Linked DNA regions of Danio rerio: region 1 is linked to region 2. Evidence: chromatin contacts called from public Micro-C data. All regions are on one chromosome and are shown on one strand. Each heading gives the region's core, a stretch centred on a gene start, on an enhancer-like site or on the middle of the called end of the contact. The rest is flanking DNA. Distances are from core to core; before and after follow the strand shown. Region 1 holds the start of nme7 (NME/NM23 family member 7). Region 2 overlaps evi5b (ecotropic viral integration site 5b).

Region 1 (2,700 bases), core at 166-2,665, 240 kb before region 2:
TATATAAACATATTCAGTTTGGATAAATATATATATTTTTTGTATAACTGGCGGGTTTCTACATTTTTTCCACAAATGATAAGCACACACCTGACATGGGTGATTGAGAGATGAATTCAGAGACTGTCTCTTTTGCCAGCTGAACTGCTGACATCATCATGTGCTGAGCCTCCTCAGGTTGAACACCGAGATATTTCACGAATCCCTCAATGCTGGCCTGATACGTAGCTGTTGTTATGACATCAGAACCACTTTGAAGATATCTATTTAGAAAAAAGTCAAATTATACATCATTATCTTTGCCACTAATCCATGACAAACGGTATAATATTTGGAGTTCAAATTAATGAAAGCAAATGTTCAACTGTCAAAGTCTGGGATTTGTTAAGATGTTGAATAATGCATTTTAAGCACACTTAGGCTGGGTAGAAACTATGTAGTACACAACGTAATATTGTGAAATATTATTAGAATCTTTTTACTTTTATTATTAGAAATTTTATTCTATTTTTACATTTAAAGATGTAATTTATTCCTATGATGACATCTGATTCTAATATACTGATTTGATGCTAAATAATCAACAGAAACTAGTCAACAGAAAGTTAAGAAGAACACAATTAACTTGAAACATAAATACTTTTAAAGGTTATTGCATTTAATATTTAAAAGTATTGGTACTTTTATTCAGTTACATTAAATGTGTAGTTTCCTAAATTTAGTCCTAAAAATAAGTGCACTGCACGTCTGTATTTTTATCAGCACCTTGATAATTATCTGCCACAAGGACAGTTCTGAAAGCAAAAGGTATATACTCATAAAAACACTATTTTAAGAGTTACATGTAGTATAAGTAATGTTAATTTTAATGGTTTACATCAGATATAAACAACGTTCATTGCTTAACAGCACAAAGAAGCTTGTAATTACCTGTAATGGACATCCTTAATAGCCTGTGGATCTGTATGCAGAACTCGTGCACTCCACAGTGGATCTCCCTGCAGTACACAGTACGAGTTTACCATTAAATTACTGACAATAGGTCTGTGTGTCATAATAACTAATTTACCTGTAACTGAAATCCACTTGCTTCGAGTTCTGTTGCTAGACCGCCATCTAAAATGAATGGACTGGAATCCATTTCAGCTGCTGAAATGAGTGGACATACCTTCAGCTTTAAACATTAAACCATTTTATGGAGAGAGTAAAAGACCCTTGTCTTGTATTATATAATGCTTGTGACATTTTAAGCTAAATCTAATGTTAGAAGGATATTAAACCGTCTAACATTTAAATATTTTCCACATAGCTCGAGATATTATTGCATAGCTCAGCAATGAACACTGAAGCATAACTAGTGTTAAAAACCCAACCATAACAAACCCATGTGCGCGCGCGTCAGTTGGCGGTAAAGGTCAGAAACGAACGCTTCCGGGTTACAGTGAGAATCGAACTAAGCAAAATATTCAACCCCCAGTCGTCTGTTTACTGAGTAGACTTCACAAATAGAAGTTGTCTTAATGTTAAAAAGGCTACGCGTTAACTGGGAGTCCGTTTCATTGCTTTATTTGTCATTAGCACGTTTGATGTTGTTGCTATGGTGATGGTGGCACATAACAGCGAGGATAAAGGAAGACGACCCACCTTCTCTTAAACAACAAACAACAGTCATTATCATTATCCATTTAATAACAAAATTCACACATGGTAAGTGGAAAATATTTTTACTGAGTTTTTAGATATGTTTGATGAAGAACTAAACTCATAGGATCATGAATGGTTATTTTAGTTTTAGCGGAAGTCATTTGCTTTTTAGCAATTCTTATTTTTTATTGTTCAGTGTCTCTAACGTACTGAGATGAACAAAGTCACAAAACCCACTATATCAAATATGTGTTGTGTGCACTAAATATAACAAATGCAACGTGCTAAACATCTCATGTGAACTGTAAGTTAATCTAACTTAGTTAATCGAGGTTACAAAAAATAAACTGGAAACTAGTTGGCTGTTTAAAGTTTTGTTAAATGAAGAATGTTTATCATGATACACTAAACAAAACGGTGTTTATAAACTTGGAATATTTGTATTGTTTTGACATATCAAACGCTGTTATTTGGTCCACCACTTGATGTCACTGTTTTCCTCCAGAAGAAATAGTTATTGGAGAAGTTGCTTTCAAAAGAAATCTCTGGCTCCTGACTGAATATGGTTTGGTGGACATTTGTAAGTTGCTTAATTTGTTATGTATCTGAAAAGTAGTTGTGTGGCCTCAGGCTCTACAACATCACAATGAAATGAAAGACGCCATATTCAGTCAGAAACTTTAATGTCAGTGTGTGGAAAAAAACATGCTTTTTTAGTGTCATTTCCACAACAGACTAAACCCTGTTATTCTGTGGGTAACGGGATATCTTCGCCATCGTCTTCTTTCTCTGTTGTGCACCTACACTGTTTATTTTCCAATTCACATTCGGTCTCCTTAATAGTGTACATTGATCCATCTCCACGCAGACAGCATGAAATGTTTGCAGTGATAGCATAGGGCCACAGCAGGTGTCTGAGAAAGTCCAAGAAGGGCTCTTGAGAGGAAAGCCCTACTTTTCACTGTGTTAGAGGCGGTGGATAAGCCTAGCTATTTCCAGTTAATTCTGCCCAGGTTCATTTACAGGAGTCAGTGATTTAGCTCTTATAGAATGTTC
Region 2 (2,700 bases), core at 9-2,508:
CAGAGATATTGCCCGTACCTACCCCGAGCACGAGTTCTTTAAAGAGAAGGACAGTCTGGGTCAGGAGGTGCTCTTTAATGTGATGAAGGTACTGTAGGCTTTCTTCATAGTCAGGGTTTGAAAAGACACAGATGTTATCGTTCAGAGTTATTTATAGGTATTACTCCAGATCTTTACCCTACATATCACCTTACATCAGTTTCTGTTTGATGTTATTTAATGACAACTTACCCAAGGAAAACACCGTCACTGGGGTTTGTGTTTAGAGTAGATAAGAGACTCGTAGGGTTGTCTGGTGGAATAACAGAACACGATCAGCACTAAACTCATGACTTTATAAATTATATAATAATGATATTCATGATATTTATAAATGATACTCCATTAAACCTTACGTTGGCATTTACAGGCTTATTCTCTGGTTGATCGAGAAGTGGGCTACTGTCAAGGAAGTGCTTTTATTGTTGGACTTCTTCTGATGCAGGTATTAACACTGTCAAAAAATACTTCATTTATAGATAATTTTTTTAACAGTCTGTATTATCAGCCTTTTTAAAGTAATATTGAAAGCTAATTTATTATGTGCTTAATAAACATGTAATCTTCGGTAATAATAATCTGGTTTATAGTTTTATTTTTTTAAATTTATGTTTGTCTATTGGAATTGTTGTTAGTTTGTATTAATATGGTGTATAATTGTGTTCTTGTAGATGCCAGAGGAAGAAGCATTCTGTGTGTTTGTGAAACTGATGCAGGAGTACAGGCTGAGAGAGCTTTTCAAACCCAGTATGGCTGAATTGGGCCTCTGCATGTATCAGTTTGAATGTATGATTCAGGTCAGTGGCATGCCAGCTATCCTTTAAAATTGATGACTTTCTCTGAATTAGTTCCTCATAAATATGTGTAGAAAGTGTACACTTTCCTCATCTTGTAAAAATCCTCACACTTGTTCATAACCTTTTTTTTTTCTTTTTAACACAAAAGAAGATATTTAGAAAAATGCTTATTGTTGGGACTCATTGATAAAGGTTTAAAACTACATTAGGCAGAATAAATGATATTGTACCTTACATTTTGGGGTGAACTAACCCTTTAAAACAAACATGCTATATGAATGATGCATAATGATTTCTCTTTTTTTACTGATGATTTTACATTCTGTCTTGTTTTCTCCCTGCAGGAGCAGCTACCAGAGCTCCATGTGCACTTCCAGGCCCAGAGTTTCCACACCTCCATGTATGCTTCATCCTGGTTCCTCACCATCTTCCTAACCTCTTTTCCTCTTCCTGTTGCCACCAGGATCTTTGATATATTCATGTGTGAGGTAAGGACATTTTATTGTCATCCTTCTCTCTCTAACACGCCTACAGTCTGTTTTGTTTTTGTATGTTTTGCATGCTAAGCTAATTGAGAACACAGCACACTTGAGTATTTCATTTGTCTGTTATCGCCCTCTGTTGGTCCCATCACGCTACTGCAATTATTTTTGGAGCTTGAACGTCATCACTGCATGTTATTACAGGGTTTAGAGATAGTGTTTCGTGTGGGGATGGCCATCCTGCAGATGAATCAGGCTGAGCTCATGCAGTTGGACATGGAGGGAATGTTGCAGGTTGAGTATCTTTAAATATTTTCTTCTCAATTATAAACTCATAATCAACAATTGCATTGATTGACATTTTCACTCTGTTACAGCATTTTCAGAAGGTCATCCCTCATCAGCTGGACAGTGGACCAGACAAAGTCATCCAGGCTGCTTATCAAGTCAAGTACAATGCCAAGAAAATGAAAAAGTGAGTCTAGCCAATCTAAAAAGAATTTGTTTTTTTTCTCAGTATGTTTGTTGACATAGAAACTTACTTAACGTTTTGAATGCCTTTATTCATAGATTGGAAAAGGAGTACACTACAATCAAAACAAAGGAGATGGAGGAACAGGTGGAGATCAAGGTGAGATGACAATTCAACACAGTGTTACCTCTTCAAATACTTTTGTATTGTTATGTAATATAGACATTTTTGAGATACATACTGTCTCTATTGTTACTGCACAATTGCAATGGTTTGACATGTGGCATTCATGTGCATGTTTAGCAACAAAGTTCAGTCCATAAAAATAGAAAGATATTCTGAAGATATTAAAGCATTTAAAGCAACGTTTTTATTCCATTAATAAAATTAAATGATGTCATGTAATTTGCGACAAACTTGGGAAGGTTATGTGATGCTCTCCACATGTAGTGAAACTATGGAGCGAAACTGATGGCAAAATGGGAAAATTTAAGTTTGTGTACTGCTGGTTGGAGAAACCTGACGCTAAAAACAACCACGTAATTTATTCTTTCAAGCTTTTGTTTCTTCCGAGCCTATCTGAGTTCTGTTGCATGGTTGTGCTCCATTCATTTATTTAACTACAGCTGTTAATTAGCAACTTTTTATTAGGTGAAAAGTTTGATACTGATTAGAACTTGAAGTGGCGATAAGGTCTTAAAATATTCTGAGTACTTATTTTAAAAGTTTTAAAAAGGTATTGAAATTACCTTTAGGATTCCTGCATATACCCTGTGTAAACAATGTTGTTTTGATGTATTGCAGTCTAGCATTTTCAATACTGACACTTTTTGTTTCAGAGACTACGCACAGAAAACAGACTTCTGAAGCAGCGAATAGACACTCTGGAGAAAGTGAGTGACATAACAGA

Evidence for each region. A called contact is a pair of places that touch in the nucleus more often than the background predicts.
Region 1: a Micro-C map of caudal fin shows a contact between it and region 2, with 3 times the contacts expected there. The contact joins the promoter of nme7 here to the enhancer-like site in region 2. A contact is called at or near these places in 3 of 18 Hi-C or Micro-C datasets (caudal fin, hematopoietic stem cells and an unstated tissue).

Annotation. Positions count from the first base shown.
Region 1 is chr6:31,791,158-31,793,857 of GRCz12tu, reverse strand. nme7 (NME/NM23 family member 7) reads left to right here and starts at 1,415. Exons shown (of 12, transcript NM_130929.2): 1 at 1,415-1,707. The coding sequence starts at 1,705. It overlaps zgc:172121, which reads right to left and starts at 1,588. Exons shown (of 9, transcript NM_001114914.1): 1 at 1,384-1,588; 2 at 1,070-1,149; 3 at 931-998; 4 at 91-263. The coding sequence starts at 1,387.
Region 2 is chr6:31,546,324-31,549,023 of GRCz12tu, reverse strand. evi5b (ecotropic viral integration site 5b) reads left to right here. Exons shown (of 20, transcript XM_073954150.1): 4 at 1-88; 5 at 410-484; 6 at 711-836; 7 at 1,181-1,324; 8 at 1,523-1,612; 9 at 1,696-1,793; 10 at 1,889-1,949; 11 at 2,630-2,683. Among named protein-coding and RNA genes, the nearest start is that of gfi1ab, 36 kb to the right of the region's middle. Within about 2 kb of position 1,258, at least 8 of the 62 cell types and tissues checked have an H3K27ac peak or open chromatin away from gene starts, as enhancers often do. A contact at or near this core is called in caudal fin, where this site is marked.